Linked DNA regions of Sus scrofa: region 2 is linked to region 1. Evidence: chromatin contacts called from public HiChIP or PLAC-seq data. All regions are on one chromosome and are shown on one strand. Each heading gives the region's core, a stretch centred on a gene start, on an enhancer-like site or on the middle of the called end of the contact. The rest is flanking DNA. Distances are from core to core; before and after follow the strand shown. Region 1 has its middle 61 kb from the start of AMIGO2. Region 2 overlaps RPAP3 (RNA polymerase II-associated protein 3).

The links. HiChIP or PLAC-seq counts read pairs in DNA pulled down with a chosen protein or histone mark.
Region 2: an H3K27ac HiChIP or PLAC-seq map of skeletal muscle shows a contact between it and region 1, with 9 times the contacts expected there. The contact joins two enhancer-like sites. A contact is called at or near these places in 2 of 2 datasets of contacts at active chromatin or transcription factors (alveolar macrophages and skeletal muscle).

Annotation. Positions count from the first base shown.
Region 1 is chr5:77,582,222-77,587,279 of Sscrofa11.1, forward strand. No RefSeq gene overlaps it. Among named protein-coding and RNA genes, the nearest start is that of AMIGO2, 61 kb to the right of the region's middle. Within about 2 kb of position 3,125, at least 17 of the 83 cell types and tissues checked have an H3K27ac peak or open chromatin away from gene starts, as enhancers often do. A contact at or near this core is called in skeletal muscle, where this site is marked.
Region 2 is chr5:77,983,942-77,988,999 of Sscrofa11.1, forward strand. The region is part of intron 17 of RPAP3 (RNA polymerase II-associated protein 3); the gene reads right to left. Among named protein-coding and RNA genes, the nearest start is that of RPAP3, 80 kb to the right of the region's middle. Within about 2 kb of position 2,075, at least 12 of the 83 cell types and tissues checked have an H3K27ac peak or open chromatin away from gene starts, as enhancers often do. A contact at or near this core is called in skeletal muscle, where this site is marked.

The sequences.
Region 1 (5,058 bases), core at 1,875-4,374:
TAAATTTAGAAAATATAATATTTTAGAAATATGGTAATGCTTAATAGACTTCCCCTCTTTCCTGTACTTTGAAAGTTTTCTCTATAGGAATCCAGACATGGCTGCAGACACAGCAGTGGCCAGAACTTACACTTGTGGAGAGGACACTGCCCATAGGACCATGTGCCACGCACTGTGCTCAGCGTTTCACGTACGGGATCTCAAGGATCTTGATGCTCATCCTAGGAAATAGGTACCTGATTACCCGCTTCTACAAATAAAGGATGCAAATATCAAATTCCCTGGAGAGTAGTGCTCTTTGAGGAAAAAACAATCTGTAAGAGCAGGAAGGTCTGGTTCACGGAGTGCCAAGGTAAATTAAATCTTATACATAACCAAGAGGGTTTCTGCCTTAATGAATTAACTGAAAGCAGCAGGAGTTCTTGTTGTGGCTCAGCAGTAACAAACCACACTAGGATCCATGGGAAGGTGGGTTCAATCCCTGGCCCTGATCAGTGGGTTAAGGATCCAGCATTGCTGTGAGCTGCGATGCAGGTCGCAGATGCCCCTCGAATCTGGTGTTTCTGTGGCTGTGGTATAGGCCAGCAGCTGCAACTCCAATTCAGCCCCTGGCCCGGAAACTTCCACATGTCGCAGGAGCAGCCTAAAAAGTAAAAAAAAAAAAAGGAATTCCTATTGTGGCTCAGTGGTAACAAATCCAACTAGTATCCATGAGAACGTGGGTTTGATCCCTGGAGCCACTCAGTGAGTTAAGGATCTGGTGTTGCCATGAGCAGGGGTGTAGGTCACAGATGCCACTCAGATCCCATGTGGCTGTGGCTGTGGCATAAGCCAGCAGCTGTAGCTTCAATTCAACCCCTGGCTTGGGAACTTCCATATGCCACAGTGCAGCCCTAAAAAGACAAAACAAACAAACAAAACACAGACATTTATTGTGTGCCCTCTATGGCAATGACCTAGGCAATTAGGGATATAGCAGTGAATAAAACAGATAATATAATCACAGTACATATGGGTTACGGGTAGGCACAGATCATAAATAAACAGGTGAACAAATTATGGTTTCTGTGAATAAAAATGAAGCATGATTTGGAGTTCCCTTATGGCACATTGGGTTAAGGATCCAGCATTTTCACTGAAGCAGCTCAGGTTGCTGCTGTGGCACAAGTTTGATCCCCGGCGTGGGAACTTTCACAAGCACCCGAAAAAAATAAAAATGAAGCATGACAAGGGATTTTGCAGTGATGGAAAATGGTCGAGGATGTGGAAGATATGGAAATGGTAGCAACAATGGTTTCTCTGAGAAGTTGTTTTTTAATTTGAGAATTCAATGAAGGGAGGGGATGAGACGTGTGAAAATCTGGGGGAAAGGTTCCAGACAGAACAAATGGCAGTTGCAAAGACCCTAGGATGAAAACAGACTTGGTAAGGTTAGAGAACAGAAAGAGGGCTGATGAGGCTGTATCCAAATCAGCAGGAAGAAGATGAAAAAAAAAAAATAGAACTACAAGATGACCCAGCAATCCCACTCCTGGGCATCTTTCCAGAGGAAACCAAAATTTGAAAAGATACCCGCACCCCTCAATGTTCACTGCAGCACTATTTACCATAACAAGACATGGAAGCAACCTAAATGTCCATTGCCACAAGAATGGATAAAGAAGATGTGGTACATGTATACAACAGAATATAATTCAGCCATAAGAAGACTGAAATAATGCCATTTGCAGCAACATGCATTGATGTAGAGATTCTCATACTAAGTGAAGCAAGTCAGACAGAGAAAGCAAATATCATATGATATAACTTACATGTGTAATTTAAAAATGATACAAGGAGTTCCCATCGTGGCTCAGTGGTTAACAAATCCAACTAGGAACCATTAGGTTGGTGGTTTGATCCCTGGCCTTGCTCAGTGAGTTAAGGTTACAGCGTTGCCTTGAGCTGTGATGTAGGTGGCAGATGTGCCTCGGATCTAGCATTGCTGTGGCTGTGGTGTAGGCCAGTGGCTACAGCTCTGATTAGACCCCTAGCCTGGGAACCTTGTGCCATGGGTGTGGCCCTATAAAGACAAAAGACAAAATAAAATAAAATAAAATAAAAAAAATGATACAAGTGCACTTATTTACAGAACAGAAAGACACACAGACTTTGAAAACAAGTGTATGGTACCAAGGGGGAAGGGTGGAAGGGGAGGGATGGATTGGGGGTTTGGGAATAATTGTTATCTATTATTTGTTTTATATTAACATCCCCACTAGCCACGTAGGAGGGCATTTAACGCTTTCCTCCGGCTCTAGCGCTCATAAAGCCCACATGCATATGGGGTTTAACTACATAGACATGAATGATCTTTCCCAGAGAATGTAAATAGAAGTGACAAGAGTATTTCTATATTTTTGCCATGGGTAATGATGGAGCTTTCAATGGTGGGAGACCAAAATCAAAATAGCCTTTGAAATTGTCAATATTCCCAAATGGCTGAAATGTCCTATGTTATTTCCAATTATTTTCTCTTGCACTCCCACATTCAATCCTGCTTTAATTTCTTTTGCCACCTATGTCACCTAAGTCCTCAGGGTTTTGATATCCATTCCCCAGGACAGCTCCTTCTCATCTCTGATAGGTGGCAGTGATAGGCCTACATGGCAGGCAACTGGGCAGGTTTCCTAGAAATGAGTTTGAACTTGTCAGGCATACGCTGAAGTCATCGTTATAGATTGCTTTAATAGGCATATTGGATCCCCAGTTTCTCTTAAATCAGAATTAATCTTTTTCCTTGAGTAAATTTTATTTCCTTTTTCCATGAGTAAATTCCTTGATCATTGGATGGGTTTATTGTCCATACCTCTGTTCAAAAAGCTTTGATCATTAGTCCTCACTGCTTTCGGAGTCCAAGTCTTACCGATTCGTGGTTGCAAAGACCTATGGTACCTTAACCCCTATTCCTTATGTGAACTTTCTATCAGGTCCAACTGGTACACGGATGTCTTGCTGACTGGGTTCTGTTCTCCCCTCCTCTGCACATTTCTGCATCTCATTTCCTCTGCCTCACATGCTCTCCTAGCACAGGCTGCCCAGATCCCATCTAACAGCACTTTCTAGTTCACCTCCTACCTTTTCTGAAAAGGCTTTCCTGCCCACTGCAAGCAAAGGCTCGGTACAAGGGGACTTTATTCTTGTCCCAGCAACTTGCACAGGGTAACTGTTTAAAAATCCTTGTTGGTCTAAATGTCTTTGTGTAAAGTTAAAAATGGGAAAAGGAAAGACAGATTTAAATGACCTTGAAAGGCCCCTTCTGACTTGTGACGCCCTGTTTCTATGAAATTGAAAGTGGATCAAAACACGTCGTACAGAGAGCTCTCAGAGGGGAACAATATGCCCTTTAAGGCAGCTGCTGCATTTCCCACATTTCTTTCATTGTCCAGAAGAAGCCTTGACAAGCCCACTAGATGACTGGGAATTCTTCCAGGCCTCCTGAGCCCATTGTTTGCCATGTTCTAATTGGCATCCTACAGTCATTGGACCCAAGGGAGACAGTCTGAAAACTCCTTGGAAGGGATGGAAATTTCCAGTTGTAGAGAAGAACACTAATCATTCAGAGACATCTCCCTTCTGTTGATATCTCAGCAGAAGGTGAACAGGAATGTAAATATCTGTTGAAATTTTCTAAATATAGACAAGTTACCTTTCTTAAATATAGCTGAAGGCAGTTGTATAGAGATGAAAATTAATGTTTAATGAATCATTTTTGGATGATCTTTATCCAAAAATGAAGCCCTGAAGAATTTGCTCTCTTGACTTAAACTGGAATATTATACTCTTTTTTGATTCTCCTTTCCATAGATTATTTCCATGTGTGAGAGGTCAACGCCTTGTGGGACAGTGACATGGAGACGTGTCCGTGTTGGCAGTACTGTGAGGCACGAAGGCTGAGTGATTCCAGGGATATCAGAATCCCTGTTGCTTCCAAATATAACCTCTTCTCGTTCTCATTCAGCCTGAAATTTCTATTTTTGAAATCATATTTGTGGAAGAGCATACACATACCCAAGTGAAATGCAACATTTTTAAAAGATGTGGAGGCACAAAAGGTCTACCAAGTCACCCTGAAAAGGAAGAAGAAAGTAAAATTTTTAAATCCTGTTTGAAGATTTCATTTAGTGTGTCCCCATGCAAAAACCAAAATCTTCTGCTTTTTTTTTTTTTTTTTTTTTTTTTTTTAGCTTTTTAGGGCCACACTTGTGGCATATGGAAACAGAATCAGAGCTGCAGCTGCCTGTCAACAGCACAGCCACAGCAACACCAGATCCGAGCCGTGACTGTGACCTACACCACAGCTCATGGTAACGCTGGATCCTCAACCCCCGAGCAAGGCCAGGGATCAAACCTGCAACCTCATCGTTCCTAGTCGGATTATTTCCACTGCGCCACGACAGGAACTCCAACTCTGGATTCTTAACCCACTGACCAAGGCCAGGGATCAAACCTGCATCCTCATGGATACTAGTCCGGTCCATAACCCTCTGAGTCATAACAGGAACTCCCTATGCCAAATTCTTAAAAGCCAAGACAGGTGTCCACATTTCAACTTGCTGGGGGCTCTATCAAGAGCTATCATTTTCTGAGCAATTCAGCCTTCGTGGAATTTCTCCACTCTCTCCTCTTCACTCCCAGACCCGACATCTTTGGCCAGAGGTGCAACAGCTTGATGTGGGATCTCAGTTCCCAGACCAGGACTTGAACCCAATCTGCAGCAAGTGAAAGCGCTGAATCCTAACCACTAGACCACCAGGGAACTCCCTGGTGCTTGATGTCTTTGTTCAGCCCAGCATTTCTCTTGTCAGAATTTTAAAAACAACTTTTCATTCTCCTGGACTTGACTTTGTCTCCAGTTCCATCCAGAGCTAAACCAGAGAGCCTGCTCTGCTTAACGACCCTCAAAGCTCTGTGTGGTTGCAATAGGAAGTCTCTGCTCCTTTGGGTGGCCTTGTGTTCCGGTCTTTGCACACCCCCTGCTCTTTTCCCTGGCGCACTGTCCTCCAACCACGCCTTCAT
Region 2 (5,058 bases), core at 825-3,324, 400 kb after region 1:
GTTTTAGTGCAGTATATAAATTTTTTAATTCTCCCATAACTCTATGAATTAGTTTCCCAGGACTTCCGCAAAAAAGTACCGCACACTGGGTGGCTTAAACAACAGAGCTTTATTTACTTCCTCACAATTCTAGGGGCTAGAATTCTAAGTTCAAGGTGTCTGCAGGGTTGCTTTCTTCTGAGGACTGTGAGGGAAGGAGCTGTTCCCAGCTTCTCTCCTTGGCTTGTAGACAGCTGCCTTCTCCCTGGGTCTTCCCATCTTCTCTCTGTATGTGCCTGTGTCCACATTTCCTCTTCTTTTGATGGCACCAGTCCTATTGGACTAGGGCCCCTCCTACTGACTTTATTTTAACTTAATCATTTCTCTAAAGACCCGGTCTCTAAATGTGGTCACTTTTCCACATACAGTATTATTTGGGGTTATGACGTCAATGAATATATTTTGGGGGAAGACACAATTCAACCAATAACAGATATATATATTCCCCATTTTATGGCTAAGGAAACAGGTCCAGAAATATTGCTACTTGTCCAAAATCTCCAATTAGTAGTAGCAGAGCCAAGACAAACCCAGATCTGATGAATTCCAAAGTCCAGAGGTTAACCATGATACTAGACTACTGCTTTTAATAAAGGTCACAAATCCTTTCCCACCAGTGTCCACACTCAATTTCAGTTCCCACACCCCCAGGGGCTTTATGACATTATACCAACTACTCCTCCCCCAAGAGCTTCCAGTTACCCCGACTCTGCCCTCCCCAAGGTCCAGCTGAATGTTCTAATGCAAGCTTTCCTCCCAAGAGGGTCCCTGAGTGTTTCCCTCCATTCACGTCCTCCACCACCCCTGCTTCCATTGCTACCACCTCCACCTTCCAAGCACTCACCAGGGAGACACCCCTGGCCTTCTCCGAATTGCATTTATGCTAAATTTCACAAAGGCACTCTGGGCCTCCAAAGTCTCAACCCACTAGCCAATAAATCAAGTCAATACAATGAATGCAGGAGAGCATATAAGAGGCCTCTGAAATAATGTGTATTTCACTGCATGCCTGTCTCTCTCTCTCCACTTACTTCCTTCATGAGTCTTTCCTGATCCCTCACCTACCTCTTCCCATAGAACACCTTGCCCCTCCTTTATGCCCCACAGGCCCCAGGTAGACTTTTTTTTTTCTTTATTTTTATTTTTGCCACACCCATGGCATGTGGAAGTTCCCGGGCCAGGGATGGAACGTGCACCACAGAAGTGACTTGAGCCACTGCCGTGACAATGCTGGACACTTAACCCACTGAGCCACAGGGTAACTCCCCAGACAGACTTTTTTTTCCTGGCTTTTGTCTTTTTAGGGCCACACCCGAGGCACATGGAGGTTCCCAGGCTAGGGGTCTAATTGGAGCTCTTGCTGCTGGCCTACACCAGAGCCATAGCAACGACAGATCTGACTGACGTCTGTGACCTACACCACAGCTCACAGCAACGCCGGATCCTTAACCCACTGAGCAAGGCCAGGGATCAAACCTCATGGTTCCTAGTCGGATTCGTTTCTGCTGCACCACAACGGAAACTCCCCCAGATAGACTTTTATCAGACAGCGGCAGTATCTTATTGTGCGTATTTATTTCCTTACCTGCACTTCCACCAGACTGAGGTTAAAGCTGAGTCTTACTCAGCTCTGAATCTCTGGTGTTTAGCATCTTTTCAGTATTTATTGGTGAGTATTCAATTCGTGCTTGATGAATGAATGAATGAATGAATTTTCTATCCTTCAAGAACTTTCCCCACCTAGCCAAATGATGCATAACATCATAATATTAGATATTATAATATGGGCTTTGGATTTAGAATCTTTGCTTTACTAAAGGATGAAGGCTCTTTGGTTGTTTAAGCCTCAGGGGGACTGATTTCCTTCAGGGGAGGTAAGGATGTTGAGAGATGATTGCTTAAGGTGCCCAACAGGGGATGAAGCCAGGGCAAGACACAGAAAGACAGATAAAAAGACCGGAGGAGCCCATCCTCTTTAACAGCCTTTCTGAGGAGCAGCTCTGGTTGCCATAGCAACAGCAGAAATTTGTGTTCCTTCCTTCCAGCTTCCTACCTGCCTGTGAGGAGCACCTGAAAGCCACAACCTCTTAACCCAGCGGGGCATTCTCCCGGCATCTCTTGAGAGCCGGACTTGGGGTAAGACTCACGGAGATGGCAGCCTGGGCTGAACCAGCTTGAAGAAAAGAAGCTGAGGGGGGCGGGGGCAGGACCACACTGCTGCCAGGAGGTGAAGGCTCACGCGTGTGCACAAGTGACACAGAAATGAAGGAGTAAGCTGCCACAGTCGGCAAATAATGGCAGCTGGGGCAACAGTTCTCAGTGCTGACTACCTAGAGATCCTCTTACTTAATTGATTTTACAGGACCTCCTGACTGCAAAATTGGGAGCCTCGAACAATAAAGGCAATTTTCAAAGGACAGCTGCTTGCTCAAATGGACGCCCCACACAGCATTGTTTACTGGAGCTTCTGATGACTTATTCTTCTCAACAGAGCCAGAAACTATTTTTCTAAACAAGAAATGGGAAGAATGCCAGCTCTATGAATAGGAGATCGTGCAGGAGGGTGTCGCTCCAGTGTGTAATTAGTAGTCTTCCTAATCAAATCAGCAGCTTTATTGTAAGATTTGCCCATTTCTGCAACAGAAATATGATTTGAAATGCTAACAAAACAGGATCATCCTTTTTTTCTTTCTTTTTTGGCTGCATCCAACACACATGGAAGTTCCCAGGCCATGGACTGACTCCAAGCCAGAGCTGCGACCCATGGCCACAGCTGTGGCCACATCAAGTCCTTAACCCACTTCACTATAGTGGGAACTGTTCTTAAAAGCAGAATTTGGAATGAAATTACAAATATTCTTTGAGAAGTGTAACCACAAAACGGGATTATCTTTCTAAGTTCTTTCTGCTCATTCGAAGTCTTGACCGTAACTCAAATCCATAGTATTTTTAAATTAAATTTATTTTTTATTAGGGTAGAGTTGATTTACAGTGTTGAGTCAACTTCTGCCGTATAGTATAGTGACTGAGTCATAACAGCATTTTTTTTTTTTTTTTTGCAAGGCATGAGGAAAGGGGAGAACTAGGGGTAATCATAAATTCTATTTGATACATTTATTAAGCAATTTCACTTATTTATCGCTGTGTAACAACCAAAAATGAAGATATAATCATTGTGAATTCAGAAAAAAAAAAAAAAAAAAGCTGCAGCAACAACATTGGGGCTTCTAAAGGTTTTCTTTTACAGAGAATTATCTTTTCTATCAACACCAAGGGGAAAATTTATCCAAACAATTCCTAGAGTTGATCACAGTTCATTGAGGAACAAAACAGCAGAAACATGCAATTTCATGGCAACTCCCACCAAGTGCAGCCTCTCATTACCAGCAACAAGCCAAATAATTTACTTAGCAACCCTGCTGCTGGCATTTAGCCCTTGTCATTCTCACATCTGGTGTTCCAAGTATGATGCATTTAATAAACATGTTTATAAGCTGGTAATTTATTTCTGGCACTCCTTTTGCTTCTTTTTACACCAAACTTCATTCATGGGGAGGAAACATGTTAAATGTCTCATTGTTCAGTGACCTTTCTTACTATAGAGTTATGAGATTTTGCAAAGCCTGCTAACGAGCATGGTGTTAGAAATCAAGCATCTATAAGCCACAGGCCAACAGTTGACACAACCCTTAGAGGTGAGGCATCAAGTCAAGGTGGGTGGGAGGGAGAAGCACCTCAGAACATTCCCCAAAGGCTGCCCAGAGTCAAAACAATATCAGGAAATCACGCTGATGTTTCTCACTACCTCTAGGTGACCTTGGGTAGTGTTTCATTTTACAGCCACATATTAAGATAGAAAATCAAATAGCGCTAATGTGATTTGGTTTATGAAATTTTTATGTAAAAAGCAGGCAGATGGAGATACCAGATAGTTACAGAACAACCAAAGATGGTTTCTTATGTCTCCCAAAACAGAGACTGATTTTGCAAAATCTAAACGGACCTTCTTTGCATAAGAATGTAATCTACTCATCCTTGAAGTTGTTGTTGACTCCCTGAAGGGCTAGAATGCACCAGAGATTACTTTCTCAGAGGACAGAGGACCCGCTCCCAAGCGGAAGGCCACATAGGTGGATTCAGTAGTCTGGTACTGTAGACAACTCCTAGCCTGGATTAAGAAGCAGCCTGCTTCCACTCCTAGCTCTGCCTCCAACAACCTCTGTCCTATAACCTGAATCTTTCAGTCTCTCTATTCGCTATTGCCACGTGGCAAACCGCACCCCCAAACTTAGCAGCTGATAACAGCAAAAACTCATGATTTCCTGCAAATCTCTGCTGATCTTAGATAGGGTCCACTGAGCTCAGCTGGGCTGTAAATGTCTGTCTGGGGTCTGTCGGCAGGTCACTTGGGGGCTAGTGGTTCTAGGCTGGCTTCGGCTGTGCCAAGTTGGTTCTGATTCATGCAGCTGATCTTGTTCTTCAGCTGAGGAGCCCAGGAATGTTCTCACAGTGGGGACGCTGGGCAGGGGGAGGATGGGGATGGGGGGGAGAGAGGAGGTAGGAGAAAGATTGAGGAAGGTAGGAAGGGGAGGAAAGAGAGAGAGAGAACATGGGGTCTTGAACTGGCCCTCTGGTACTTCTCTTGGCTTGCCCTTTCCACAGCTGTCTTGAGTACTGACATGGCCTCTGTGTGGACTTCATAAACCAGAAAATGTCATAAGCAGATAAAACAAATTAACACATCCACCGACATGACCTGAGGGCTACCCTTTGTAAGACACACAGATTTATAAACTCACTAGAGGTGAAGCCGGTAATGACAGGAAGGGCAGGGACTTTCATGGGACGTATTTTATGTATTGATGTCCTTTGCCTTGTTCCACAAGATTTGAGGTAGCTTGCTACCAGAAGGGCTATGTAAAAATACCAGCAAGCCATAAACAAGAACAAAGAATCAGGACTGGAAAAACAGAATTGGCAGGAGAAGATCAAGGAACACTGCCCCACGTATGCAAGCCG